7 separate regions of the Mus musculus genome follow, and regions 1, 2, 4, 5, 6 and 7 are each linked to region 3. The links are chromatin contacts, called in public HiChIP or PLAC-seq and promoter capture Hi-C maps. All regions are on one chromosome and are shown on one strand. Each heading gives the region's core, a stretch centred on a gene start, on an enhancer-like site or on the middle of the called end of the contact. The rest is flanking DNA. Distances are from core to core; before and after follow the strand shown. Region 1 holds the start of Lrrc56 (leucine rich repeat containing 56). Region 2 holds the start of Rnh1 (ribonuclease/angiogenin inhibitor 1). Region 3 holds the start of Spef1l (sperm flagellar 1 like). Region 4 holds the start of Tmem80 (transmembrane protein 80). Region 5 holds the start of Chid1 (chitinase domain containing 1). Region 6 holds the start of Irf7 (interferon regulatory factor 7). Region 7 holds the start of Taldo1 (transaldolase 1).

Evidence for each region. Promoter capture Hi-C pulls out the DNA fragments that hold promoters and counts their contacts. HiChIP or PLAC-seq counts read pairs in DNA pulled down with a chosen protein or histone mark.
Region 1: a contact with region 3 is called in a promoter capture Hi-C map of hippocampal neurons, with 5 times the contacts expected there. The contact joins the promoter of Lrrc56 here to the promoter of Spef1l in region 3. A contact is called at or near these places in 8 of 39 promoter capture datasets (the 3T3-L1 cell line, cranial neural crest, frontonasal cranial neural crest and 5 more), 2 of 484 Hi-C or Micro-C datasets (B cells and embryonic stem cells), 2 of 115 datasets of contacts at active chromatin or transcription factors (bone marrow-derived macrophages and embryonic forebrain) and 1 of 9 other capture datasets (liver).
Region 2: an H3K27ac HiChIP or PLAC-seq map of embryonic stem cells shows a contact between it and region 3, with 3 times the contacts expected there. The contact joins the promoter of Rnh1 here to the promoter of Spef1l in region 3. A contact is called at or near these places in 4 of 39 promoter capture datasets (cranial neural crest, maxillary cranial neural crest, neutrophils and 1 more), 1 of 484 Hi-C or Micro-C datasets (embryonic stem cells), 6 of 115 datasets of contacts at active chromatin or transcription factors (astrocytes, bone marrow-derived dendritic cells, bone marrow-derived macrophages and 3 more) and 2 of 9 other capture datasets (adipose tissue and macrophages).
Region 4: a contact with region 3 is called in a promoter capture Hi-C map of cranial neural crest. The contact joins the promoter of Tmem80 here to the promoter of Spef1l in region 3. A contact is called at or near these places in 3 of 39 promoter capture datasets (cranial neural crest, embryonic stem cells and hippocampal neurons), 1 of 484 Hi-C or Micro-C datasets (B cells) and 1 of 115 datasets of contacts at active chromatin or transcription factors (astrocytes).
Region 5: a promoter capture Hi-C map of neutrophils shows a contact between it and region 3, with 3 times the contacts expected there. The contact joins the promoter of Chid1 here to the promoter of Spef1l in region 3. A contact is called at or near these places in 4 of 39 promoter capture datasets (hippocampal neurons, liver, neutrophils and 1 more).
Region 6: a contact with region 3 is called in a promoter capture Hi-C map of hippocampal neurons, with 6 times the contacts expected there. The contact joins the promoter of Irf7 here to the promoter of Spef1l in region 3. A contact is called at or near these places in 2 of 39 promoter capture datasets (cranial neural crest and hippocampal neurons) and 1 of 115 datasets of contacts at active chromatin or transcription factors (bone marrow-derived dendritic cells).
Region 7: a contact with region 3 is called in an H3K27ac HiChIP or PLAC-seq map of embryonic stem cells, with 2.6 times the contacts expected there. The contact joins the promoter of Taldo1 here to the promoter of Spef1l in region 3. A contact is called at or near these places in 1 of 39 promoter capture datasets (hippocampal neurons) and 2 of 115 datasets of contacts at active chromatin or transcription factors (bone marrow-derived dendritic cells and embryonic stem cells).

What each region holds. Positions count from the first base shown.
Region 1 is chr7:141,191,533-141,195,697 of GRCm38.p6, forward strand. It overlaps Lrrc56 (leucine rich repeat containing 56), which reads left to right and starts at 2,598. Exons shown (of 13, transcript NM_001172064.1): 1 at 2,598-3,085. Hras (Harvey rat sarcoma virus oncogene) reads right to left here and starts at 2,472. Exons shown (of 5, transcript NM_001130443.1): 1 at 2,308-2,472; 2 at 1,298-1,449; 3 at 910-1,088; 4 at 599-758. The coding sequence starts at 1,408.
Region 2 is chr7:141,166,430-141,170,398 of GRCm38.p6, forward strand. It overlaps Rnh1 (ribonuclease/angiogenin inhibitor 1), which reads right to left and starts at 2,507. Exons shown (of 10, transcript NM_145135.3): 1 at 2,247-2,507; 2 at 254-358. The coding sequence starts at 339.
Region 3 is chr7:139,976,909-139,981,283 of GRCm38.p6, forward strand. It overlaps Spef1l (sperm flagellar 1 like), which reads right to left and starts at 1,847. Exons shown (of 7, transcript NM_001033465.3): 1 at 1,639-1,847; 2 at 1,126-1,237; 3 at 164-314. The coding sequence starts at 1,774. Adam8 (a disintegrin and metallopeptidase domain 8) reads right to left here. Exons shown (of 24, transcript NM_001291066.2): 23 at 3,052-3,126; 24 at 2,024-2,619. The coding sequence ends at 2,569. It overlaps Gm16201 (a long non-coding RNA gene), which reads left to right. Exons shown (of 5, transcript XR_389973.3): 5 at 89-2,072.
Region 4 is chr7:141,326,090-141,330,368 of GRCm38.p6, forward strand. It overlaps Tmem80 (transmembrane protein 80), which reads left to right and starts at 2,041. Exons shown (of 6, transcript NM_001141950.1): 1 at 2,041-2,177. It overlaps Deaf1 (DEAF1, transcription factor), which reads right to left and starts at 1,636. Exons shown (of 12, transcript NM_016874.3): 1 at 1,190-1,636. The coding sequence starts at 1,481.
Region 5 is chr7:141,537,430-141,541,188 of GRCm38.p6, forward strand. It overlaps Chid1 (chitinase domain containing 1), which reads right to left and starts at 2,399. Exons shown (of 13, transcript NM_001142681.2): 1 at 2,344-2,399.
Region 6 is chr7:141,264,753-141,268,681 of GRCm38.p6, forward strand. It overlaps Irf7 (interferon regulatory factor 7), which reads right to left and starts at 1,672. Exons shown (of 10, transcript NM_016850.3): 1 at 1,638-1,672; 2 at 871-1,292; 3 at 625-787; 4 at 323-539; 5 at 1-31. The coding sequence starts at 884.
Region 7 is chr7:141,390,794-141,394,727 of GRCm38.p6, forward strand. Taldo1 (transaldolase 1) reads left to right here and starts at 1,367. Exons shown (of 8, transcript NM_011528.4): 1 at 1,367-1,525. The coding sequence starts at 1,429.

The sequences.
Region 1 (4,165 bases), core at 1,348-3,847, 1.2 Mb after region 3:
ACTCCCTGCCTAGATCAGGTCACACCCCAACGCTGGAGGCTCCCTTCCTCAGCTGCAAAACCAACACAAATAGGGAGCTGGGCCCTGGCCATCCAAAAGGCACAGGCCACTCTCCTGAAATAGGGTTCACTCCTGAGTATCACTCAAAGTCAGAGCCACTTAACTCAGGACTCTCCCAGACCCCCAGTACGTCTCAAGTTGAACAGCCTAACAACACTGAAGGGCTTAAAACTAGCCAGTATCCACAGGACACTGGGGACAAGAAGAACTAAGGCCCCTGGGTCGCCGCTCCGGCCTGGCTCAGGGCAGCTCTCTCCAGGGACCCCATCCTGCCCTAGAGCTATGTGAACTCAGAACTGCAGGGCATAAGCCCAGACCCTGGCCCTTGCCTCCCTCACAGCCCTGCGGTCTGGGAGACTTACAGCTTGAGGGCCGCTGGGTCACATGGGTCCCGGGGGAGGGGGGATCCCAGAGGGTCCCGGAGCTGGAGCCAGAGCGGCTGCCCTGTGTTGAGGGAGAGCGGCAATGAGCTCTGCTCCCTGGCTGGGGTGGGGTGCGGTAAATCCTTGACTAGCTGTGGAGAGGGAAACAGGCTCACCTGCCGGGTCTTGGCTGATGTTTCAATGTAGGGGATGCCATAGCTGCGAGCAAGGTCCTGGGCCTGCCGAGACTCAACAGTGCGAGCAGCCAGGTCACACTTGTTGCCCACCAGCACCATTGGCACATCATCTGAATCTTTCACCCGCTTGATCTGCTCCCTGGAGGGGGATGGGGTGGATATGAGCCAGCTAGCAGGCTGCAGGCATGACTGTGTCCAGGACATTCAAAAAAAGACATAAAGCCTCAGTGTGCACACGGAACCTTCCTCACGTGTGCCACGGGCTCACGGGCTAGCCATAGGTGGCTCACCTGTACTGATGGATGTCCTCGAAGGACTTGGTGTTGTTGATGGCAAATACACAGAGGAAGCCCTCCCCTGTGCGCATGTACTGGTCCCGCATGGCACTATACTCTTCTTGACCTGCTGTGTCTAAGATGTCCAGTAGACATGTCTCCCCATCAATGACCACCTGTTTCCGGTAGGAGTCCTGCAAAACAACACGGCTTAGTGGGGGTGGGGGGTGGGGGTGGGGTCTCACCTCTCCTCAGACCAGAGAATCCACAGAACCAGCCTACACCCTTGCACCTCTCATACCCTGATGGATCATACCCCATAACACCTACAAGACCTGGGCTGTTTGGTCATTTACCCATGACCACTGCCACAGCCCACCTCTGGCAGGTAGGCAGAGCTCACCTCTATAGTGGGATCATACTCGTCCACAAAGTGGTTCTGGATCAGCTGGATGGTCAGGGCACTCTTTCCCACGCCTCCAGCGCCCACCACCACAAGCTTGTATTCTGTCATAGCTTCTACAGCGGCTGCCAATCCAGGAGCTCCTGCCCCACCTGCCAATGAGAAGCACACTTAGCCAAGGCCCTTGCCACTTGAGACGGCTAATAGATGCCTGACCCAAGGGCCCTCTCCAGCATTGAGCAGGCAGGCCTGCCAGTGGCCCAGTTGATCACCTGTGGCACCTTCAGCTTGAAAAGGGAGGACCCCACCCCCACCCCCCAACCTCCTCAAACAGCACTTAATGGCTGTGTGAGGAAGCAGGGAGAGGCCCCCAAGGCAGGGCTGACAGCTGAGAGCTTCTCCCAACCACGCACCCAAATTAGAAGTCGCTAGGTAGGCAGAAACCCTCAACTGGAGGCGCCTGAGGGCTGAGGCCACCCCCCAAAAAACAGGTCCTGCCACGGCGGCCTCGGCGTGCCCAGGCAGGCCAATGCCAGCCTACAACCGGCTCTGGCCCGCCGGCATGTGGGTGCAACCTACAACTATTTACTGAGCGCCTACTGCATGCCAGGCGCGGTCCCGGCAGCGGGGGGAGGGTGGCTGGAGAAGGACCCTGCCCTCCACTAAGACAAACCTTCCACAAGGGGCCAGGGAGCTTTCACAGAGGGGGGGAAAAACGGCTGAGGGTGTGGGAAGCAGGTGACTACAGGAACGCGAGGGATGGCTGGGAGCAGAAGGCCCTGGTTGGGGCCCAACGCGGGTGTCCTTGTGGCCCCGAGGCCCGAGCGTGATGGCCGCGGGGCGCAGAGTCTCCGGAGGCCCGGGCGGCGCCTCGCTGGGAGGACGGCCACAGGCAGAGCGAGTCCGGCCGCAGAGGCGGGCAGCCGGACGCTAGGCACGCTGCCGGGCCGAGAGGAGCAAGGAAGCACCGATCACCTGCGCCCCGCGCCCCACCCCGTGCCCGCACTCACCGCTTGCTGGCGCGACTGCCCCCGGGGCCGGGGCCGGGGCCGGGGCAGGGCGGGGGCGCGGACGGGCGCCGGCTGGGCCCGCGCATGAGCTCCGTCCGCGGCGGGTGCGGCTCGGGCTGCGGGCGCCGGGAGCGGACGGCGGGGACTTGGCCGGGCCCGCGCTCGCCCCGCCCCGCTCCGCCCCACGCCCGTCCGTCAACTCGAGGCGGCCCGTGATTGGTCGAACTCCTCCGCACCGCGACCTGTTGTGGTTGGCTGAGCAACCCATCCGTCAGAAGCCGAAGCTGGGCGGGGCTTCCTGGAGCCGCGGGGAAGGCAGTGCCGGAACTTGGGTCCTGCACTCAACAGTGATGTCTAGTGCCTAGGTGCAGAAGAGACAGACCGAGACCGTGCTTACGAGCCCGGGATTTCTCCGGAGAGAAACTGGTGCACGCTCGGGTTGCGTTGAGGACCTACTACAGAGCCTCCACCCTGCAGCCTCACCAAAGGCCCAAAGGCCCACGAGTGGAAAGGTCATCCCGACCGGGTATTGGTGTCGGGGACAGTCAGCACCGCGGACGCGGAATAACAGAGGAAGACAGAGTTCGCCGGAACCCCTAGCTGCCTGTTCTCGTAGGTCGAGGTGGAGCAAAGGCTCCATCCTGGGGCAGCGTCGGCCCATCACACCGCGCTCTTCGTGTTTTGGAGAAGACCCCCCTACCGCTCTCAAACTCGAGGTCCCAACACTGCAGAAGCTCATACTGCGTCCATTTGAAGAACGACCCCGAAAGTCAGAAAAGTTGGTATTGGGGCGAAATGAAGTGTTCCACCCACTCAAGCAAGTAGGGTACATCTGTGTCAGACGCAAATGACATGTTTTCAACACTTTTTGAAATTTCAAAGAAACGAATAAGCACGTCCTCAGAAAAACTCAGGCTTTTACTCAGGTCGTGCAGGCCTGGGGTTGCACGCTCACCCCGGTCGCCGCCCGGGGTGCAAGCTCGGCTTGTTCTATTCATCTAGCAGGCAGATAACCGAGAGCTGGCCAGAAGCCTCTCACGGACGGCTCTCTGAACCACCGTGAGTGCCTTCACTGCGTTCAGCCGTCCGGCTTGTCTCTTACTCTAGGGAGCATTTCCACCGGATCTGCCGCGTGTCCCGGCAACCGTTGCTAGGGGGCGGGGCTCATCTTACCGAAGCCCCGGATGCCCGCGGCTCACGAATATTTGGGTATTCAAATGAGCCCCGCCCCCGTTGCCATGGCGCCAGGCCTGCAACCCCATCGCGGTGGTAAAAATAATAATTAAAAAAAAAAGCCCTCACCTGAGAGAGCGACCGCCGCGGTGGAGGGGCCTAGTGCTGCGCCCCAAGTCTTGGGCACTCTGGCCCACCCCTCAGGTGAGAGCCTAGCACCTCCTCTCCATGTCCTTTGTGCTAGGGGGATCCTGGGCGACCCACGTCTGTGGGACAAGACATACAGGACAGAGTAAGCAATAAGTCATGAAGTGCAGTGGAAGGGGATCACTCTAACTAGAGAAATGTATCTGGGAACGGCAGGAAGTACAGGAGTTAGGGGTCGGCCAAACCTGCATGGAGGCCACGGAGGAGGACTAAGAAGAAAGGATATACTTAATGTTCTGAACAGAGTTCTTACCTTAGCCATTGTCTCTTGAGTATAAGATCTAGGGCCAAACACAGACCTCTGTATCTTTAAGGAGAAACAGTTTATGCACTTCCTACCAGAGGTGTAGAGGCACCTGAAAAAAAAGTATGGGAAGGAGTGCCTGCAGGAGAGGCGGGCCCACAGATGATTGACAAGAGCATTCCCAGGCTCCCCTCTGGGAGTAGAAGTAGGACTTGGATCATGTCTTTATTTGCA
Region 2 (3,969 bases), core at 1,257-3,756, 1.2 Mb after region 3:
TTGAGGTGTGTTAACCTGTATATTGTTGCCTATGAGTAATTTTCCATAATCTTTAATAAAGGCTTCCTGTGTTAATTCTAAAAAAATAAATAAATAAAGATTATGCAAAACATCTTCATGCCCACGAATAGAGAAAGTACTATTGGAACACACCAAGCCCATCAGGTGGCCCCAAGCTACAAGAACCACCCACCTCCACAACAGAGTACTGCCCTCCCAGCCAGACCCAACTGGTCCCCAAGGTTGCTCCTACCTGACCACTTCGTATTGCTGGATCAGAGGAAGGAGCTCTGTCCACCGGGCATCACTCAGCTGCTCACACTGGATGTCAAGACTCATGGTGGGTGCACAGTGCAGTCTGGGCAAAAGAAGAAGGAAGAGAGCTCTTGAGAAAATTTCTTATCTCGACAGGCTAGAATTTGTAAAAAGATGAGTCCAAAAGTTAAGAGAGTATTTTTTTCCAGTAGGGGCCCAGCCTCTCCCCAGCAAGTCTGTCCACACATTGAGTATCCCGGAAATAAGTTATCAGGGAGAAGCTAACTACATGGTACCATTAAGAGGAGCAGAACCTGAGAGCCTAGGACTATGCGACACAGTCACCCCCTAGCCTCTGAAGGAACCCAGTCACCCAGCACCAGGATACCAACTCTGGCCTGGAAACCTGCTTATTTGTGGGAGCCTGGCTACGGTCTGGAAACTCCAGTAGTGGGGCTTACTGCTGATTCAGCCTACTTCTTACTCTGAGAACAAGTTGGTCCAGCACCATACTCTACTGTTGCCAAGCCCTATACAAAGTCAAAGGCCAGGGAGCATGAAGCCTGGACACAAGCAACCACCTTAAGGGCAGGAAGGCACAGGACTCTGGGGGAAAAGGAGAGTATTCAGAGGCAGTCACTATAGCTTTTGCTTCTGTGACTTCCTTCTGAGTCTAGGGACTCAGGCCAGGACCAACTTCTCACAATCCTCAGCCAGCTCAGGCCCAGCCTGCAAAGGATCCAGGCAGTGTATCACACTAGGAAAGCTGGGACAAACAGGTTACAGGCTCTGACAACCTGAATAAGCATGACAGGCACTGGCTGTGGAAGGATGTATCTGAGGCCTAGAGACAAATACCCATGTCTCCACATTCCTAAGCAACTATCTGTCAAGCAAGCTAGCCTGGACAGCATGTGGGTATCCTGGAAGGCTTGAAAGAAGAGATCAGTGCTGTGCTCCTAGCACTGAAGGGAGAGCGGTACTAGGTTCTGTTTAAGAGAAACAGAAGTCACTTCAGCTGCTCTCTATAACAGTTACCGAAACTGGCAAACAGCTCTGTGTGAAGTTACAGTGCCTGGCACAACATGGCTTTACTAACGGGGTCTTCCCCTTCCTTCCCAGGGCTAGGAGGATACCCCCTTAATGCTAACCAGGAGCACTTTACACATATTGACACAAGGGCTAGTGACAGGGAAAACTGAGGCAACGGCAGAGATAACTCACTGTGGACATATAGCCAGGGCATGGAGAAACCAGTTAGCCCCACCCACAACTCGCCAGGGAGTAAAACCAGCACTGCCTGGATCAGATGTGTCATCCAAAGCCAGTCATCACTAGGGCACTGCCACTGGGGTGGGGTAGCTACAGTACTTCTAGTCACAGGTGCAACCCACACCTGCTCTCTTATGCACTACAGACTACAGGGTCCTAGAGTATCTACCTTTGAGGAAAGCACAGGACTGGACTTTATGGGAGGCAGGGTGCCAGCCAGTCCTGACGATCATCTGAGGTCAGGGGCAAGGGATGTGAAAGAACCCAGGCAGCTGGTTCTTCTCCCACACTCCTCCCCCTGTTTGGCCTTGGGACCAGGCAGGAGGTCCCACCAGCCTGGCTTAGAAGCATGATTCAGGCCTCTGCTTTGATGTGATTGGATATTGCTAACTAGCTGCTCCTAGCTGTTGGGTTAATCCTAGGATCTGAAGACACCCTCTTTGGGCCTTAAAGTGAGCGAGCGAACAGGTCGCTGGCGACGGAGCTATGAGGTCAGCCTTCAAGCACCAAGCAAGGCTCCTCTGAGGCACAAATGTGTCACCCTAAGGGAGGAACAGGCCTCAGAGACTCGCCGGGCCCGTGATCCCGCCCCCGCCCAATTTTTTGATCCCTCAAACCTTCTGGTCCAGCCGCTCTGCCACGTATTAAGAGGGCCAGGAAGGGACCCGAAAAAAACTCTCAAAGGCAGCCGGGCGCCCCGGAACATGGCCCTTGCTCACCTGGTGCCGCTGCAAGAGGTCCCAGACGATCCGTTTTCTTCCGCCCAGGGCGGGGCGTAGAGACTTTCGCCGCTTCTCTTTCTCTGGCCCCAACTAGCCTTTCACTTTGCCTACTGGAGACCGCCCACTAGGTCTGTCCCTCCCACATGCAGGCTGCACTTTGGGAACAGAACTTGACAAACCTGAGTCACTTCTTTGAGCCTGACTAAAAATACGTAAAATGATCCACAGCTGCCACGAAATGGGTGTGACTGTGATGAGAGCTTCTGGTATGAACACACCCATCTCTCCTACAGGCCGACCAGGTTTTCATGGCTAGAACAGTGTTCATTATGAACAGCCTTTCTCCCTGGGGATAGGGCTTGGGATGTCGAGAGCCTCTGATGCATGGGGCTCTCAAGCATTTCGTCACTAAGCATTTCTGATATTTGTCTTAAATATCGTTTATATATGAATGCTTCATCTGCATATATATCTGTGCATCGTGCCCAGGAAGGCCAGAAGAGGGTATCAGATTCTTGGGGAATGGCCACCATTCAGGTGTTGGGAACTACACCTGGGTGCTCTGGAAGAGCAGTGTCCTAAGCCATCCCTCCAGCCCATGTTTAAACTTTGTAACATACTCCCAAGTTATAGGATTTGCTTTTGGTTTCTGTATTTTTGAAATAAGGTCTTGATGTGTAGCCCAGGAGGGCCTTGAACATGCAGATTTGCTTCCTGAGTGCTGGGATTCTAGCACTGTGGAAAAAGTCAGCATTGAGAGTTTGTCACTCAGGAGCCCTGCTCTCTTGCACAAATGGCCACACACACCCTTGCCAAGGAACTGGCATCCATCCACCTAAGTGTTTGTTAAACACTTGTCATTTGCCAGATGCTGTTCTGAGTCCCTCCGGGAACTTTAATAATACAAGTAAAGGAGAGTCTAGCAGGCCAGCATAGGAAATCAGGAATTGTGTTCCCTAAAAGACCTGGGACAGGGAGCCCTGAAGGGAGAGAAGGAGGCAAAGAGACAGGCAAGAAAAGAGGCTGGAACTCAGCTTCATAAACCCTGTGCAGTGGCCACTACAGACAGAGCTTAATCTTCATCGCTGCAGAGCCATCCTCATGGAACCAATACCAACAACTGACCTGTGAAGTTGGGGATCAGTTCTTTGGGGAAAGATTAAAGCCTGCCCAATTAGAAGGAAAACTTTGGCCAGCCAGCCTTTATTTGTTGCTGCCATGAAGGAGAATTCCTGAAAAGAAGCTGTATCTACAGAGACTGGCTGATTAGAGTTTCAGTGCTGTGGAGAAATTGGGCTGGTGCAGTTCCAGAGGCTGCCTTATCCTGGGCTAGTTCTACCCCTCTAGAACAGCTCTTCCTTGCCTACCTGTGTTGCAACTAATATCTTGTGATCAGGCTGGCCTACAACTCACAGAGATGTGGCTTCCTCTTCCCCCTGACTGCTGGTAGGAAAGGCAAGTGTCACCACACCCAGCATCCTTTTGGAATCCTTTAGCAGACCAGTAGCTTCCACTAACCAAAAGCCAAGAATGTCATCAGTTGGCATCTTGGACTTACAGAAAAGCTTCCTTCCTCTTGTTGTACCAATCTCTCTGATGTACCCTTCAATGTACTTAAACTTGCCTTGTTTACTACTATTTTCTTCTGTAAAACTACAAAACGTCATGAAACTACCTCCATGGGAACACAGAATCTGGAGTAACCTAAATCTGTGTTCTC
Region 3 (4,375 bases), core at 597-3,096:
GTCTAAGTGAGGCCTGTTGCCTCATGTATGGACTTCATTTCTTTTTGGACCACAGGGACATTCATTTCTCTGTTTTATTCTCACACAGACGGATTGTCTGACTGAGTGCAAAGGGCAGAAGGCACAGCAGACTTGCATGCTGAATTGATGTGCAGACACTTACAGCTGTACCAGCTGAGCCTACATGAACAGTCCTGGCCTCCATCTTCTCCCTCAGTGCACATAGAATAGACTCGATAACTCCAGGCCTGTTGGATACCACCCTTTGGATATCATTATCTGAGATACACAAGTGCAGCTTGCGAAAGACTTTCCTGCAAAGAAGGTAGGAGCACATTCTCAAAGCAGTACCATCAAGGACTGGGAGTTGAGCCCTCCCTGAAGTTCTATGCTCCCTGCAATGCCTTCCAGCCACTGGGCAGCATCTTGCTTTCTCAGAGAGCCCCTTTGTGCCCTGCACTTGAGTGGCGCATGGCTATCTCATTCTTGGCCTTTGGAGCTATGTCTCAGGAGATCGCAGAACATGGGGTGCTCTATCAGGCCATGTTCTCTGCATTCATTCTCATCTCTCTACTGGCTTGCCCTCGGTAAATCCTGTTGAGACAGCTCAACAGTACCTGGAAACCTGCAGCTGGGCCCTCTCAGCATGATCATCTCCCTTGAGGTCTCTTTTCATCTCTTCCCTCTCAAACATAAGCCCATGAGATTAGACCCAGGCCTGAGCCCAGCAATGTTTCTATTCCAATCTGAGCCAGTCTTTTGGGGGTGCCCACACAGGTTCTCCACCTTGCTCTGCTCAGACACTTCCCGAGGGCCCTCTGTGATTGGACTACATCAGACATATCTGCCCGACTCTGTCCTTGAGATCACTTATTATACACAGGCAGAGTCTTGTCTGAGGACATTTGGGGAGGTGAAGTAAAACTCTACTGATCCGTAAGGGAGCAGGCTAGCTGATAGGCTGCCCTAGCACCCCCAGGAGTGGTACTAGGGGTACTAGTGCCCTAGTACCCCTGGTTGTGGTACTCTTCTATAGGCAAGGACCCACAGTTAGGCAGTCAGAGACCCATGGCTGGAGAGAGCATCCCGGGGTCAACCTAGGTGGGCTGAGCTCCCAGGCCTTGCCTGTTGAGAAGGCTCCAGTTGCTCAGCTTCTGGTCTGTACTGCAGGCTGGGACGTAGCTGTGCAAGTCCACCAGCCGAGGGCGGAAGTGCTTCACAATCTCGGCCACCAGCACTGTGGGAATGCGAGGGGAACTTGGCTTGCCTGGTCAAGACCCTGGGTTGCAACTGTAATCCCTGACCACATGAGATGCATGGAATGGAGTGGGAAGGACACGAGCTTTTCCTGGGGAGCCCATAATTGTCCCCGAGTCTGGCACGGCACCTAGACTCCAGGTCAGACCAAGTGGTAGGATGGCCTGGGAAGCTAATACAGCGTGAGAGCCCAGGGGGAGCTGGAAGAGCCACAGGAGGCCCTGTTTGCTACTACCTTTCCTAAGGAGCACGAGTCTGGACTCAAGAACCGCTCCGTTCCCCCAACACCCACACCCGTACTAGGGGGCTGGAGGCAAGGGTGGCCCTCAGCTTTGAGTCCTCTTCATCATCCGCCCCATAGCGCCTCGCCCTCACTCGCACCACCATCACTGAAGTCCCGAGCCAAGTGGCGCTTGGGGCGGCTGAGTGGGAGCCGGTCCAGCCAGGCGCAGAGGTTATGAATATCCCCAGGCGTTGGCAGGAACGAAGCTGAGCTCGGCTTGGAAGCACTGAGCATGGCAGAGAAGTGGGTGTGCAGCAGAGAAACACAGCGGAAGAAACCTGGCGGGTTTGGACCGTTGCTGGGAGACGCGGCACAGCCGGAAGGGGCGGGGCCCTAACCGCGCTGGTCCCTCCCTCGATCCCAGGAAGGATTGGTCCTCCTGCACGCCCAGAGATCGGGCTGAATCAAGGTGGATGGTTAAAAAACGAAGGGAGATGGTAGGTGAAATTGTTTGATCTGGTGTAATAAAAACAAACTGCCATGTAGAATGTGATCTATAATCTATTGATAAAATAGAATCTTTATTAGTGAATAGTGTTTAGTCATAATTTCAACAACTAATCTGTTTCAATCCGGAGATGACGGCAACTTCTTGTCCCAACACCCCAAGAACGACGTCTTTTCCTTTCCTAAGTCTCATACACGAGTGGGATGTAGATACAGGAACTGTGCCTTGGAGAGAGGTCACTGTGTGAGGGCCAGTGCAGAAGTTGCTGGGAGGGGACTCCTGGCATTCTGTCCACCCAGAGACAGACAGACTTGATCACGCCCACTGCAGGGTACACCGCCCCTGCCTAGCAACTAGCATACGCAGATGTATGGTCTAAGCTGGCCAAGGCCAGTGAGAGGCCACTGGTTCATGAGGGCATCTGGACAGCAAGAGCCACAGAAAGATTATTCCTGAGGTAGGAACAGCGTGTGCAGGTCCAGCCTGGGTGGTGGTTGTGGTGTTGCTGAAGGAACACATTTATAGGAGCAGTGGTATCTCCAAACGTCCACAAACGATGGCCCTGGGGTGCCCTAGCTGGTCACCTCTTCTGGATGGGGACCTTCAGAGCAACCTTTGGCTCACCAGCTCCCTGCCAAGAAAAAAAGGAAATCGATATTAAAGAGGACCTGATAAGAGAGAGGTCCAGCTGAAAATACCCATTGCCAGTTCTTTAAATTTAGACTTCCACTTCCCCTAACAACAGAATGGGCCCGACCTCACAAGATGACTGTACTAGCATTTCATATATACTGTAGACTAGCCATATGAAAAGGAAAATTCCATAGCCCCCGAAAGCCGCAAGCACTGGAAAGTTCTGGCAAATTATAAAGCAGACATCAAGCCTGTTATTGAGGATTTTTTTTTCTTTCTTTTTTTTTTTTTTCAAATGTCACTAAAACTTACCAGCTAAGAAAATGAAAACAGCCACTCACCCTCCGAAACAGTGCCACAGTCAGCAGGAGGGTTCCTGCAAGATGGACTCCCCCTTCCCCTTCCCCTTCCCCTTCCCTCTGAGGCTCACCTGAGTTGCTCCAGGCACCGTCCCTCCAGTCCCGGGCTTGACTGGTGGTGTCGGGGGTGCAAAGGTTGGCTTGACCTGGGAGGAACCAGACACAGCTGACTGAGAGCATCTCCTAAGTAGGCCAAGTACGGCCCTTAGCTTCATCCTGAGGCTGTCCTGCTCAGCTCCAGCCTAGCCTGGAAGGCTTCTGTCTGCACGCAGCTCAGTAGGAAACATCTGCATGGCCTCACCGCTAGGAAGATAAAGCCCGAACCTGGCAGAGCTCCTCTTCTTGGCTAACTGTCCCAGCCAATCATCTTGCGGCCTCCCCAGTATCCCACACATTGCCCTGAAGCTTTCAGAACATGGGTCTTTAGAAGCTCAAAAGGAAAGAATTAACTAGGAAAACCCGTTTTGTTTCCACATTGTTAAAGAGGATGGTAACATGGCATGATGGGCTTTAGACACATTTTTCCCTCCCCCCCCCCCCCAGCTTCCTTTCATCCCTGCCCAGGATTCCCGTACCCTGCTCCGTTCTGCCTGCCGGGACTGTGACTAGGATGACATTTTCTTCCTTTTCTTTCTTTTCCTTTTGTTTTGTTTGAGACAAGGTTTTTCTGTATATCCCTGGCTATCTTGGACTCACTCTGTAGACCAGGCTGGCCTTGAATTCAGAGATTCAATGGTCTCTGCCTCCCAAGTGTTGGGATTAAAGGGATTTTTCAGCTCTTATATAAGTCTGAAATTAGTCCCTGGCCGGACACAGTGGTGCATGCTTTTAATCCCAGCACTCAGGAGTCTGAGGCAGGCAGAACTTTATAAGTTTGAGGCCAGCCCAGTCTACATAGAGGCCAACCAAGGCTATATAGTGATACCATGTCTCAAAAGAAAAAAAAAAAGTAAGAAAAAGAAATAAAATCATCCTCCTAGCCCGCCCCCCCCCCCAAAAAAAAGGAAAAACAGAAAATCACACGTGTGATGGCTCATACCCATAAAACCATTACTCAGGAAGCTGACTCAGCAGGACTGTCATGAGCTTAAGGGCCAGTGTGGGCCACATAGTGAGTTCCATAGCATTTAAAATAGGCTACAGAGTGAAAGCCTATCTAAAAAAACAAACCAAACAAGAAAAACAAGAACAAAAACAAAACAAAAAAAAAACCAGGGGCTTGTGAGATGGCTGAGGGGGTTAAGGCGCTTGTCAGCATGGTGATATGGTTCAGTCTCTGAACCATGTAAAAGTGGAAGTAGACCAATTCCACACGGTTGTCCTCTGATCCCTTCTTGCATCCTGTGATGTGCATGCACACGCCACAACACACACACACACCACCACCACCCCCAT
Region 4 (4,279 bases), core at 791-3,290, 1.3 Mb after region 3:
TGCCAACGGTCTGAACACCCACCCAGAGTTAAGCTTCAGCTCTGATGTGCCCTGAATAAAAGCCCAATGCCAAGCCTGCAGCTTCACACTGGAAAGAACGAAACAAGACGCATGGCAAAATGATGGTCTTCCAAGGATTCGCATGTACAAGCATAAAACATATAAGAGCTCCAATTGGTAGGGAGTTCAACACTCAGGAAGGTCAAAGGGTGGGGTGTGTGGTGGGATTGTAGGAGGCAGTTTGGTGTGGTATCACCTGTACAGGGTGATACAGCTCAGCTCAAGGCTCCATTTGTCATAAAACATGAGAATCGGGTGCTCTTTGTGTGAGAAAACAGAAGGAGAAAAATGGAAAACTAAGTGATGGAGAAGGAGGGGATATCTGCATAGGAAGACTAGGAGATACAGCACGGAGCAGCTCATGTCACAATATAAAGCAAGGCTGGTTTCTGCATCGTTACCTTTGCAAGGTTGCCTGCCTTGGATGACTCTCTTGCCCCTCTCATGTCACACTTGAACTGGCCTTTGAGACAGACAGGTCTACCAGCAGTAATGCTGCTGACCATACCTGGGGCACCTCTAGAACAGAACTCACATGTGACCCATCTGTGCTCTCAGCTCCCAGGAAGCAGCAGGAGAGGACAAGGCAGGTGGTAGGTACTGAGAAAGTTCCAAAGGGTAAAACAGACAAAGAACAGAGAGGCACACTCACACAAGGGAGACACGTCTGTATACAGTGCAGAGCAAGGCTAGAGGAGTGAGAGTGTGCTGTGCGTGTGCATGTGTGTGTGCAAGATGGGCATGCAGGGCACTGTGAGATGCAGGGCAGGGAAAGAGCAAGGGTGCAAGTCATTGTGAGATGCATGGGCAGGTGCAGAGTAGGTGTTCAGGGCATTGTGAGTGCACGGGCAGGTGTGAAGTGCACAGGTGGTACAGAGCATGTATGGGGGGCAGGTGTCAGGTGCAGGGGCATGGACAGAGGCAGGGCAGGCGTGCAGGTCACTGTGAGGTGCACTGGCAGGGCAGGTGCTGGGCAGGTGTGCAGGACAGGTGGAAGAGAGCCTTCCCTGGAAGACAGATGTGCATGACAGATGCACAAAGCATATGGAAAGTGGCCTGTGCCTGGTGCATGTGTTCAGAGCTTGCACGCGGGAACCCGGTGAGGCGCGAGGCCGGCGGGCGCACTTGCCTGCGAAGGCGGCGGCGGCGGCGGCGGCCTCATCGGGGCTGGGCAGAGCCTCGGTACCCATATCCATGTGCCCAGATTCGGCCGCCATCACCGCCACAGCGGTGACCCGCCGCGTCTCGCGCTCCGCCTCGGAGTCTGCGTCCTCCTCCGAGTCCTCGTCTCTGCTTAACACCGGCTCCTCCGCCTCGCTTTCCGCTGCGGCCGCGGCGGCCGCCGCCACCGCGGCAGCGGCCGCCACAGCTGCCGCCTCGGCCAGGCCCAGCTGTTTTGCCGCCGAGTCCGAGTCCTCCATACGGACTCCACCGAGTCCGCCCGAAGGCGCTGTCCGGGACCGCCCGAAGCGCCAGGCACCGAGCCCGAAGCGGGGCCCGAAGAGGCCGCCCGAGTTGGGCCGAGGCCGCCCGAAGCCACCGCCCGAGCAGCGACCGAAGAGGCAGTCTGACGCCCGCCGAACCGAGCCGAAGCTGCCCGCAGAGCCGAGCTGATGGCCCGAGTGTAGAACCGAGCAGCTCCGAAGTTTCCCGAAGCGCAGAATCTAGATAATACGAATGGTCCCGAAGCTTCCCGAAAGCTTACGAGCGTTTCTTGCTCGCTGTCTAAGAAGCGGATCTGACTGTGGTCACCGACCGATAGAGCTGGCCGGCTCTGGGCAGTTTCTCCCCTGCTTCCAACGAAGTCTGGGTTCGCAGACAGACCCTGGCGCCACGGGATTTCTCCAACCCCCTCTCGGGGCGGCGAAAGCCGAACCCACACGAGGCCTCGCCGAACTCCGCCGAATACCTCCGAGCCGAGTTCTCCGGAGCCTCAGTGCCCGCCTCCTTCTATCCGAAAGCTCCCGAGTATTGCCGGACGGGAGAATCGGGCCTCGGCCGCTGTCGGACGCTCGCTGCACCGCGCGGCGGGAGGAGCGAAGATGGCGGGAGGGTGCGGCCAAGAGGCTGCTGGGATTGTGGCGGACCCAGCGGCAAAATGGCGGCCGTGCGGCCAGGTGAGGCGGGCGGGGCTACGCGATCGCAGGGACAGTGTGGTCTCATGCTGTCACGATGAGAGGCTGTCTGGGCTGGCTCTGCAACTCCTCTGATTGTCACCTTGTTATTCCGGAACCTGGTGGCTTAAGCCCACTAGCCCGGATTTCTGCGCCGGAGTTGGAGAGCGAGGGGTGGGGGGGGTGTCTTCCGGTTGGGCGTGGGGGCACTTCGGGTATCCCGGCGGCTGTCCCGAAGCTCGTCTCTGTATTCCAGTGATATACCTGAGGCACACACTGGGATACGCCCCTGTATACAACCATATCACACCTTCTGTGACCCGGGGTCCACCTGTGGATTACCCAGAGTACACTATGGTGGCATACGAACTACACAACCATATTTCACTAAAGCTGACATGCATGGCATACCTATGGCTCATCCTGAGCACACCCTTGGCATACCCGCTGCTCACCCCGAGTACGCCCTTGATACACCTATCTCTCATTTTTTCGATATACCCTTGGCACACCGGGTTTACACATTGAGAATATCCAGGACAACCATATACGTATATTCAGCTCACCCCTGGCATATCCACAATACACTCGAGTTCCCCTGTTGCTCACCCCAGATGTAAGGATGAATAAGAATTACGTTTGTAGGGAAAAAAAATGACTTAGTCAACCTCAAACAACTAAAGCAGGCTTGTTCCAGAGACGTGGCTGTTAAATTCTGGCCATTTGATGATCAGGGCACAGGATCTAGTCACTCAATGACCACAGTTAGTTCAAGACAATAGGCCACTCGCTTTAGACTGGGGTTTTTGTAGCTAAGGGTAGGGAAAGGGTGCTTGTTAAGAGCATTCTAGATAAGTTAGCTGTTTTCCTTAGACAAACTGGTTTTGGAATTTCTGGGTCTTTTGTCTTCTTTTGCACCCGTAGGGTGTCTGGGATAGGGATTGGTGTCTGAAGTCAAGGTCAGCTGCTTTTCTTCCCCAGTTCTCAAATTCCTGGCTTTCTGGAACTTTGAGTCCGTTGGCTTTGATGGGATTTTTTTTTTTTTAAACCAGGTATAGCTGTGACACACCCAGTGTGTCCTAGGGTACATCTTGTCACACCTGCAGCTTACCACATATTCATTCATAGCATGCCTCTGGCATGCGCTAGACTCCAGATATTCATAGCATACATTCAGCTCATCCCAAGCACACTTATAGTTCTCCTCAGCACCTCCAAGGCATACCTGAAGTATACCTTGGTACACCCATGGCATACCTGGTTTACACCAGACACAACCAAGGCATAATGTCAGTTTACCCTGGGTGAATACACACCCATACACACACACACACACACACACACACACACACACACCTGTGGCTAACCTGAGTCCCGGGCAGCCAGAAGGTGCTGTAGTCAATATTTCACCATGGCTGAGTCCCAGGCTAAATGAGGAGGTCTGAGCTCAGATGATATGCAGGCAGGGTCCAGTGCTAGCAATATGGAACAGAAACTGGTCTTAGCCAGCTCAGACCAGTGTTTGTCCATCCATCCATCCATCCAGTTTCCCAATGTTCCTTAATGAAGCAAATTTCAGAAATGTGATTGTACTACACGTGCAGCCTCACCTGCAGGGCATCCCTACTATATGCTTTGTTTAACAGCTGCCACAAACATGGGAGTGCTGTTGTTGTGTGCCTGGTTACAGTAAAAAGGGAGTTCTAGGGGAGAAAATGGTCTTGAAATTAAGTCACATAAAACACCCAGTTTCCAGTCTGGGATTATGGCTATCTCCACTAATCCAACAATTAAGAGGCTGAGTCAGGAAGATGGCTATGAGTTCCAGGCCAAACAGGTCAAAACTAAATAGTGAGGCCTTATCTCAGAATTAAAACAAACATACAAAACATTATAATCTTAGCATTTGAGAGACTGAGGCAGGATTATAAATTCAAGATTAGCCTAGGCTACATAAGAGATCCTTGTTCAGAAAGAAAGCAAGAAAGCAAGTAAGCAAGCAAGAAAGAAAAGTCCTACCAGAAGAGGGTAGCTATAACCTTTGTCACACCAAAAAAATATTTATTCCTTTATATCCACAGTGAATTTCTGCCTTGTATCTGTTG
Region 5 (3,759 bases), core at 1,149-3,648, 1.6 Mb after region 3:
GGTCATCGGTTAAGAGCACTGGCTACTTTTCCAGAGGATCTGGGTTTAACTCCTAGCACTTACATGGCAGCTCACCACCCTCTTCTGGCTTCTGTGAGCACATAAATACATTCAGGCAAAAACCACATACATATAAAAATAAGTTGGTGAAAACATTAAATGGGGACGAGGGACTCTGGAGAGATCGCTCAGTGATTAAGAGTGATTATTCTTCCAGAGGACTGGAGTTCAAGGTCATTTATGTGTGTAACATACTGTCTACAACTCCAGTTCCAGGAGATGACACCTTCACATAGACATACTTTTGAGCAAAACACCAGTGAACATAAAATAAAAAACAATTTTTTAAAAATTAAAAGAACAAGTTTTAAATGGGGCATAGTGGATCACATTTGTGATCCCAGCACTTGGAAGGTAGAAGTAGGTAAATTAAGAGTTCAAGGTCATTTCTCAGTTATGTAGTTGTACATTTCTAGCGATGTAGTTGAGTTCAAGGCCATGCTGGGCTACAGGAGACCCTATCTCAAAACAACAATAACAACAGAGATGGTCTTTGGCTCTCACACTAAGCTCCTGCTTTGGTATTGCAGGATTTGTGGGATGCCGATTGATGTATCCTGAGCACCTTTTACTATTGCTGCCTAATATCGGTTTTGTAGGAGCAGGGAATTAGAACTCATGGCTTTCCATATACTAAGAAAATACTGGGCCATACTTTCAGCCTTCAGTTCTAATAGATTCACTGCTCTTACAGCAAGTATGATGGTCAGCCTACATTTTCATTTTTGAGAACACATTTTGGAGTGAACTGTTCATATGAGGAGGTGGGTGAGTGTATGGTTGGAAATGAAGGTGACGTAAGAAGCAGGATGATCACAACCCCAGGTGACATTTATTGACCATATGTTGCATGCCAAACCTGGTGAATTATCCACAAGTTCTCTCCACAGACCAGGACTCAGGCAGGCATAAATGTTATTCCCATTTACAGATAAGGAAACCAACACAGGGGGCAGCCCACCAAGCCATGGGGCACGTGGCTACCATCCCATCCCAACTATACAATGCAATGCAAACAGGACTGTGATAAGATGGCTCAAGTTATAGTTCTGTCACCAGCACACTGTCTCTGGGCCTCCCTGGGCTCCAGTCTAGAGATCTGTGGAAAGTTCTTTGGAAATTTTCCATCACAGAGTGTTCAAGATTTGAGGCTGCGCTGAGGGTAAGGCCTCATGTACCTAGCAAACTTGAAGGAACCCATACAACTTGCTGTATACCCTCCTACCTGAGGCTGGGCCCTCCACATAGAGCTCATTCTCTATGCCCGACAGCCACTCTGGCCTTGCTAACTCGTTTGCACACTCATGTCATCGTTCGTTCATTTGTGGCTCCACAAGCTATGCACACTAACTCACATATCTGAAATCTCTGACTTCGTTATCTTACATCCTGGTTCATGTTTATACTCCTTTATACACCACTCACCCATGTTTCTTCATATCCAGCTACACTGGCACATACATAAACTTAACACATTCACTACTGTGCTGTTCACACGTGCTTCCTGCGGCTTCTTTTGCCCCACCCCCAAACTCTTTTTTGGAGACAGGGTCTTGCTATGTGGCCCTGGCTGACCTGAAACTCACTCTATAGACCAGGGTGGCCTCGGACTCACAGAGATCCATCTGCCAGCCTTTGCCTCCCGGGTGCTAGGATTAAAGCCATCGCTACGGGCTCTCTTGATTTTATGCAACGGCCTGTGCTCGCTCATATTCTCAGATTACTGTTGGCTCGAAAGCTTCCTCACAGTCACACACTTGGCGCTCACACTTCTACTAAAGAACAATGTCACACTCTCTCCCATACCTGCTCTCACCCTAACACTCTCTCACCCTTGCTCATACTCATCCCCACTCGCTTTCTCACCCCTAATAAAGTCCATGTTCTCACATCTCCCCTCACCCATTCGGGCCCTCACACCCGCTCGCTCTCTCACATACGCCCTTACTCTCAGGCTGACACACCTGCTTTCTGACACCTACTCACCCTCACATCTGTTTCTTCCACCAGCTCACCCTCACATCTGCTTATTCCGCACGAGCTCCCACTCACCCTCACATCTGTTTCTTCTCACACTGACACGATCGCTCTCCCCCTCAAACCCTCTCATCCTCACTCACTTCCTCGCCCTCACATTCATAGCTCCCATATTGCTCTCATCCGTGCCCTCTCCTTCCCGCTCACACTCTGCCCGTTCTGTCCGGGGAGAGCCTCGCTGCCCGACGTTCCCGCATTGTGACGCGGAAGATGAAGCAGTCCCATTGCCGCCACAGCCGGGCTCACCTTCATGTCAGGAGACCGGCCAGACCCATCAAGCACGGCCGGAAGACGATTTAATCAACCGGAAGTCCCGCCCACTGGCCTCCACAAGCTCCCGCTGCGCCACGCCAGCTTCCTAGATGCCTTGCGCACGGCACGCTGGGATGGGGCGGGACCGAGATGGCTGGAGGGCGGAGTTAGAGGTGGAGCCTCGTAGCGACCGGCGAGCTGGAGAAGGGCTGAGAGTGGATCGGGACCGTCAGTTGGATGAAGACAGAGCTGAGTGTGCGGAACGTGTACTTCGTAGCCGTAGGTGCTGTTTCCGCTCCTGCAGCCAGTCCCTCTATTGATCAAGGGCCTGTCGTACAGCAGAATAGTGGGGTCAGATCCCGAAATCCTCCCAGAGAAGTTGGTGGTGATGTTGAACATCCCCTCTCCGGGATTGATGGCTGGCTGCCTCAGCACTGTGCTGAAGTCTACATTACGTCCACTTATGTGACCACCAAGGCCTTTAGGGTCTTGGGAACCCATCCCTGTCAAGTATGGGGGACGTGGGTCACTATGCGCATAGTCAGTTCCGTAGTCTCCCAGATGTGTCAGGACAGACTGTGCGCCAAGTCTTTGAACCTCCACATTATCCCAGTTGCCACATTTCTGTCACTATCTATAGGTTTGCAGTGCCCACTACACTGTCTCCAGTAGAGACACTGCTCCAGGCAATATAACATCCTTCTCCAGATGGCCTAGCACAGCGAACATTCTATCTGCCTAAATCCCAGAGCTGTCTTGGTCCTCGTTTTTGGTCTTGCAAATTGTAGGAGCTAGAACCCACAGAGGCAGACACCACGCTCCCCACCCCCATCTCAGCTTTAGCAAGAGGAGCCCAGACACTTCTTCGAGTGGGTTGAAAGCACACGTGACCAGCATTTTTATTTTTCATCAAGCTGACTAGTCCCCACCCCCATCCCTTGCTGTTCCCAGCAGTTTCCTGCAGAAACCACATTTGGCCTGTCCACACCCAGTTAAACCCTCTGGCCCACTCCACTATGGTCTGTTCCAGGATTTGCAGTGCGGCTGTTTCCCCATTCCTGCTGCTGCAGAGGTTTCTCACTGAGCTGAGCTTCGTGTTCTTCCTTCCGAATCACGTTTCCTCCTTTCTCTTCCCCATATTTTCTGCCAGCTGTCCCCCAAGCCTTTCTACAGGGGCGGGGCTGGGTGTGTATGCTAAGGCATGCTGTGCATCACCATCTGCTTTCCTGGCATCCAGCTCAGCACCCTACTAGGAACAAATGCCCAGAACAGTGATTCCAAGTGGGCAGAACTCTGGAGAGGTGGATGTCCTGAGAATTGTTCAGTCCAAGCAATACTAAAGAGACCATCATTCTTTTAAACCAGCGAAGGCATTTGGATCTGACTGATGTAAGAGGTCTTTGAGCTAAA
Region 6 (3,929 bases), core at 422-2,921, 1.3 Mb after region 3:
ACTTCTTCCCTATTTTCCGTGGCTGGGCCCACTGAGGGAGAGGAGTGGGGAGGGGAGATTTGGTTACGATGCCCAAGCAGTTCCAAAAGTTCTCTATTTCTCATACCCTCTGTTCCCAAACCACCAGGTACCTCACTCAGCCCAAGGCTCTGACTTAGCAGGAAGTGTGCACTCCCCCTCCACCCCGACACACACACACTTTGGAAGGAGAGGAACTGAATCTACAACTAGTTTCAAAAACCACAAATCAAACCATTGAAACCACCAAAATGACAGAGGCCATGTACCTCCCTGGCCCATCCCTGTTTGTGGCACTGCTCACCAGTAGATCCAAGCTCCCGGCTAAGTTCGTACACCTTATGCGGATCAACTGGATCCCCTGAATTGTCTTGGCGCAAGATAAAACGCCCTGTGCTGTGGAGTGCACAGCGGAAGTTGGTCTTCCAGCCTCTTCGCTCTCTTCGCTCAGCAGCCTCAGCCTCTGGGGGTGGCAGGTTAACTCCACTAGGTGGCCACCTCCCTCGGGCCACAGCCCAGGCCTGAAGGAGAGGAGAGAGCATGGGTTGAGGCTGGATTCCCCCAGGAGTTCTGGCAGATTATAAAGAGGGCAGGACTGGGTACCACCTTGAAGATCTGTGCATCTTCTTCATCCAGATCCCTACGACCGAAATGCTTCCAGGGTACGCGGAAGACTGTGCGAGCCTCGTTCAGCCACTGCAGCCCCTCGTACTGGCCGCTGCTGACCTCCCCCAATAGCCAGTCTCCAAACAGCACTCGCTGGACCCCCCTGCAGGCAGAGCAGCCACGCTGGGGTTAGGGCTAATGTAAGGGACACAGGACCCAATACAACCAGGGTAGACATGTTCTCACCTCACTTCAGCCATTGCTCCGTCTACACAGGCAGTCTGGGAGAATCAAAGTAGATGCTACTACTCTGTGATGCCTTGTAGTCACTGGAGCAGTCAGCTATTGCAAATAAGGCCCCTTGGGTGCCTCTATGGTTTTAGGTTGTAGCCACAGATAGTGTGACCAAGTTTCACAAATGTGTTTTAAACGTTACAAGTGTTGGTAACAGGTAGGAATTTCAGTTTCACAAGTGTGACCCAGGTATTAGGGTGTTGAGGGTCACAGATGAGGTTTGAGAACTTGTGGTCACCTAGGTTCAGAACTCAGTGTAGATTCCTCTGCCAAGGTGGCTGTAGATGTGACTACAGATGTAGCGGGAGCGCACACGTGATGTCACAGGTGTTAATCCAGCGTCCGAGCCTGGATGGGCTGTCACAGGCTGGACCCTGCGAAGACACAAAAGGGGCGGGCCCAGACGAGTAAAACGAAACTGCATCTCAGGAAAATGAAACCTAAACAGTCTAAACAGCGCCCGGTAGCTGCTGGCTTCCCGCTGTCTCCACTGTCTCCATGCCTACCAGTGCAGTCCTCAAACTACACCCGACCCTTACTCAGATCCCAATCCCTGCAGACCCAATTGCAAATCCTGCCGGGACGTCTGCCCTCCTGTTTCCCCCGAGCTTCTCTTCACTGCCCTTCACTGATCACTCACTACTCTGTAGAGGGGACAAGAATTTCCCCTGTGGCACTAGCTCACCTCCCTCCCCGAGTGGCCCAAGAGTCCCACATACCTGGTACCGGAGCCGCCGGGACGGGTTTTATCTCAGTGAAAAGGAGGGTGCCAGTGCTTTTATAGTACTTCGGGCAGAGGCGGGGCAGAGCCCAGGCAGGGTGTGGCTTAAGGGCTCCAGACGTCACTAGGGTGTCACTAGTTTGTAGCACTCAATTGCAAATCCTTCCCTCCTGTTCCCCCCCCACCCCCCAGCTTCTCTTCACTGCCCTTCACTGATCACTCTCTCAGATTCAGTCTTCCAGGCTCTTTGTAGATTCAATGAGAGAGGCTGACCCTGCTTTGGACAGAACAGCCATGTCTTGGAGGACAGTAAGAATAGTAAGTAGGTGGAGGTCTATCTGCCAGGCTCAGCCCCTGGTGGAAGTGTGGGAAAGGTCTTTCCCCAGGACCTCTTCAGGAAAGCACATTGGGACAAGGCAGGGATACCCACAACAGTCAGTAGGTTTTGTTTGTTTATTTGTTTTGTTTAGCTGGCTGAAAAAAATCTTAGAAAGTGGAGTCTAAAGAGAGACTATGGTACAATTTGGCTTAACACTGAGAATGGTACAGATAAGAATATACCATCTGGGGGCTGGTGAGATGGCTCAGCAGGTCAGAGCACGACTGCACTTCTGAAGGTCCTGAGTTCAAATCCCAGCAACCACAAGGTGGCTCACAACCATCCGTAACAAGATCTGACTCCTTCTTCTGGTGTGTCTGAAGACAGCTACAGTGTACTTACATATAATAAATAAATAAATCTGAAAAAAAAAGTAAACTGGGCATGGTGGTGCACGCCTTTAATCCCAGCACTTGGGAGGCAGAGGCAGGCAGATTTCTGAGTTCGAGGCCAGCCTGGTCTACAAAGTGAATTCCAGGACAGCCAGGGCTACACAGAGAAACCCTGTCTCAAAAAACAAACAAACAAAAAACAACAACAACAACAACAAAAGTATACCATCTGGGAAGAATATACCATCTGGACAGAGGTTGAAGCAGAAGGATTGAGGCCAACCTGTGTTATAGAGTAAGACCCTGGAAGCTGAAGAGGCAGCTCAATAGTTAAGAGCCCTGGCTGCTCTTCCAGAAGTCCTCAGTTCAATTCCCAGCAACCATACGGTGGCTCACAACCATTTTTAATGGGACCTGATGCCCTCTTCTGGCACACAACTAAATATATATAATATATCTCCACAGTCAAGGGTTGTGTCCATCCTTCTTCAGAGAATCTTTTGTTTTGTTTTGTTTTGTTTTTGTTTTTTGAGACAGGGTTTCTCTGTGTAGCCCTGGCTGTCCTGGAACTCACTCTGTAGACCAGGCTGGCCTCAAACTCAGAAATCCACGTGCCTCTGCCTCCCAAGTGCTGGGGTTAAAGGCGTGCGCCACCCACCATACCTGGCCAAAGAAGCTTCTTATTGCAGTGGGTAGACCTTTAGGGAAGGGGGTGTCCTTTATTCAGTGATTAAATTGTCCTTGTTCCAGCTGGGTCAAGAAGCTAGAACTAAGAAATAGCTTAGTGGTTAGGGGCACGAACTGCTCTTCCTAGACAACAGGGGTTCAAATCCAGCACCCACATGGCAGCTCACAACTGTAACTCCAAAATTTGACACTGTCACATAGACATGCATGTAGATCATACACTGATACACATAAAAGTAAAAATTTAAAAACACCAAAACCAAACAAAACATTTAAATAGAAACTAGTTAAACTCAGAGGGATACTGAGAAGACGGAAAAGGAGGAAGGGGACTTGTTAAGAAGGCTTCCAACAAGGGGGAAAGAAAATGACAAGGGAGACTGGGGCATGGAAATCACCAGCCGAAATGAAAGTCAAAAGATACATTGTATGTATAAATGCATAAAACTGGATATTTAAAAGTATTCAGGGCTGGAGAGATGGCTCAGTGGTCAAGAGCACTGACTGCTTCACCAGAGGTCCTGAGTTCAATTCCCAGCAACCACATGGTGGCTCACAACCACCTGTAATGGGATCTAATGCCCTCTTCTGGTGTGGCTGAAGACAGTTATAGTGTACTTATATAGATAAGATAAATAAATAAGTCTTTTTAAAAAAAATAAAAGCATTCAAATACTTTGGAAAGGAGTTCAGGGTCACTTTTCATTAGAAAGCATGCCATGACTGCTGTTCAGGAAGAAGGCCAGATTGCGGGGTGCACACTGTGTGTAACTACCGTAGCCCTGGTTTTCCTCCATTCACTTACATGACCTGTAGCTTCCTATTTCTCATGTCTAAGCTTCCTGTGTGGGGCAGAGTGCCCTGTTCATTGCCAAAGCAGCCTTCCTTTTTC
Region 7 (3,934 bases), core at 117-2,616, 1.4 Mb after region 3:
TAAAAGATACTAAAAAAAAAAAAAAAAAAAAAAAAAGTGTGTTGGTTACTTTTTTTTGTCAACTTGACACAGCTCGGATTTTGCAGGAGGAGGGAACTTCGAATGAGAGAATGCCTCTGTCCTCAAGATTAGCAAGTCAGTCGGCAAGGCTTTTTCCCTTTGGCGAGTCTGGAGCTCCCTATGTAAACCAGGCTGGCCTTGAATCCACCTGCCACTGCCTCCAGAATGCTGGGATTAAAGGTCTGTACCACCTTGCCTGGCTCCGTTTTTAAGAAAAAATTAATTTTAAGATTAATGATTGATAAGGGAAAGCCCATAGCACCACGGTGAGTGGTGCCATCCCTGAGCAGGTGGTCCTGGAAGTTCAGGGCTGTAAAGAAAGGAGGCTGTGCAAACCAAGGGAGGCAAGCCGGTGAGAAGTTTTCTCCAGGCGCCTTTCTTGCAGTCCTTGAGTGATAGATTGTTACTTGGGAGGGTAAGGTACAATCAACCTCGCCTAGTTGCTTTGGGTGGTGGTGTTTATCACAGCAATAGAAAGCAAACTAAGACGAGTGGTAAACAAAATATTAACAGAAAATATCCGGCATACACATATATGTGTAATAGCTTGAGCCAGCATATTCAAAGAACTGCAAATCAATAATGGGAACACTGTAAAAGAAACTGCCCTTACTATTTTTATTCATGACTGAAGATTCAATTCCCCATCTCAACTTTCTCAAACTGCTGCTTATTCCAGACAGACTTCCAGCCAGGGGAGATGCAAAATCATGGGCAAGGGAAGGATCACCCAGCAGCTTAAGGCAACACCAGAACCACTCCATCTGGGAAGCGGAAACTGGTGGCTTTGCCAGAAGTCGCCCATGGGGCCATACACCTGTATTGATTCTCAGACTGTGCTTTAGCTTGTCTGCCTGTAAGCAGGGGCTGCACCGAGCTTGACTTATCGCGATCAGCAGAGAGGGCGCAGCTCCCAGTCCCTAAACTGGGAGTAGGGGAGTCCCACAGCTGGAGAAAGGGTGCACTTCTGAAGCCCCTGTAGGGAATGCACAGTTGGAGGCAAGGACCCGCTCAAGGATTAGCATGGGTGTGGAGCGAGAGCGCTGCCACCCATCCATCCGTAGTCCGTGGGGTCTGAGGCTTACTGAGCGCGCGTCTCAGTAGAATCCGTTGTCTGTTCATTCTACGCATCCGAGCTCTAGAGGGGTACAAAGAATCCACTCTCCTTGGACTGGTAGAAACTAACCACTCGCTACTGGGGAAGAGAACTCCGACCGTGACACGGGGCGTGGTCTATGGCAAGGTCTCCAAGTACATGGGCGGGGCTCGTCGTCAGGCTTCATTTAGCTTTGCTTTGATTGGCCAGGACGCGCGGGGCATTGTGGGTTAGCACGCACCGGCTACCGCCTCAGCTGTTCGCGTTTCGCCATGTCGGGGTCCCCGGTAAAGCGCCAGAGGATGGAGTCCGCCTTGGACCAGCTCAAGCAGTTCACCACCGTGGTGGCCGACACGGGTGATTTCAATGGTAAGAGGACGCGGTGCATGCGCCCTATTTAAGCTGCTGCGCCCCCAATTTTGGAACCAGCACCGGTGTGGGTGTCAGGGGCGGGGCCTCGCGGGCGCTGGAGCTGGGATTGGTGAGTTTGCGGAACCTTCAAGGATCAATAGCTCCTGGGCTATTGGTGACCCTGGGAGCCCGGCGCGAAGCCTCGGTGGGTAGAGGTAGTCCGAGAAAGTCTCCCTGACCCGGGGTGCCCCCACCCCTACTCCCAATTCCCTACGATGACACAGGCTCAACTTTGGAGCCAGTGCAGTCTGCAAGACTGGACACCATCTGCTTTTTGCAGCCTGTTGCACTGGTTTTCCACATGCAGCTGGTTACTCTCTATGGGCAGTACACAGCATGGCTGGAGTCAGACCAGTTGCACACACTAAATCAAATGGTTATCATTGTCATACTTCCTTCTCTTTTGAGACTGGGTCTCACAGTGTAGCCACAGGCTGTTCTGGAACTCCTGGTAATCCTTCTATCTTAGCCTTAGTGCTGGATCAGGCAGTGCCACCATGCGCAGCTCCAGTACTCAGATTTTCCTGGACTTGGTAGGGACGCGGAAAACAGGTGGAAAGACTTGTGCTGTTAGTCTTGCTCTCATCCTTGGAGGGTGGTGGAGGTGATCTCACATGTGCTGTGAGAAAGACTTTCAGGAAATGCTCCGTGTGAGCTCAGTACAAAAGCACTTCTGCTCTTTTCTGCTTTCTCACGGTGACTTGAGAAACAGGCTTTAATTCCTCATGAGTAAGTGCATTGTTTATCTCTCAGAGAGTCGCAGAGAGTGATTAGGCATATTTGGGCTGCTTAGCTATAAAGGACAGACTTGATGTGGGTCTAATAGCAAACCCGTCTGACACAAGCTGTGTTCGTCAGCTTCCAGAAATCCATCTGGGAGTCCTAAGGTTTTTCCACTGTGTGTGTAGTGCAGAGTTTACCGGCTAATGTTTGTGAAGAGAGCAAGAGACAGGCATGGTAGCTCACACCTGCATTTGGGAGGCAGAGGCAGGCACATCTTTATGAGTTGGAGGCCAGCCTGGGCTACATGGTTCCAGGCTAGCCTGAGCTACATAGTAAGAGCCTGTCTCAAACAACAACAAAGAGCCAAAGAGCACATTCATTGACAGTGTGGCTTAAAACAAATAATTATAAACATTGTCAGATTCAAAATCTATTTTATATACTTTATTTATTCAAAGTCTTTTTTTTTTTTTTGTCAGATGGTAAAGGTTTCTTTTGGTGTTTATTTGTTTGAAGACAGGGTTTCTCTGTGTAGCCCTGACTTTCCTGGAATTTGATTTATAGACCAGGCTGGCCTCGAACTCACAGAAATCTGCCTGCCTCTGCCTCCTAAGTGTTGGGATCAGCATTGTGCACCACCCCTGCCCAGCTGTGGTGAGGGTTCTTCACCCCTTGGGTATCACAGGCTCCTGAAAATAGAGTTTCCGAACGCTTTTGACCCCTTTCATTTTCCTCTGAACCTCAGGGTCTTTGGGCCTTAATGCTCAGCTGGGGGTGGGGTGGGGAGGAGAGGGGAGGGGAGGGGAGGGGAGGCTAGAGCTCAAGCTCTGACATCACACCTGCTAAAACAGCTGCCACTCAACTGTGTCCCCAGCCCTGGGTCTGTAGGGTTTTTTGTTTGTTTTGTTTTTTGTTTGGGTTTTTTTGTTTGTTTGTTTTTTTCGAGACAGGGTTCTCTGTGTAGCCCTGGCTGTCCTAGAACTCACTTTGTAGACCAGGCTGGCCTCGAACTCAGAAATCCACCTGCCTCTGCCACCACTGCCCTGCCAGAGTCTGTAGTTTTATATGATAAAAACTGTGTTTTCTGTGCACCCTTCAGTGGATTCACACCTCAGCCAGCACCACTCCAGAGCACATTTTCCCCTACTTACTTCTTATTTTGAAATAACCTCAAACTCCTGAGATGTTGCAAAAGTAGCCCATACACCCTTTGCCCCGTTTCCCTAGTGATGTCCAAATCAGGAAGCAAGACAGCAGAACGAGCCACGCATTGCGCTGCCTGCGGGCTAGGCCTGCTCTGGTTATCTCTGCAGCTGTGTCATAACTCATAGACTTAGGCTGTCACCGTGACACAGAGCTATCCTTGATATCAAAAGACATTATGTGCCTGGTGGTGCAGACCTATAATATAACCCTAACACTGGGGAGCAGGGCAGGAGGACTACGAGTCTGAGGTCACCCTGTGTTGTTAGCTATATAGGATCCTGGTATGAAGGTCTGGAAAAGAAAAAGCAGGGGTGCCAGGCGTGGTGGTGCATGCCTTTAATCCCAGCACTCAGGAGGCAGAGGAAGGCGGATTTCTGAGTTCGAGGCCAGCCTGGTCTACAGAGTGAGTTCCAGGACAGCCAGGGCTATACAGAGAAA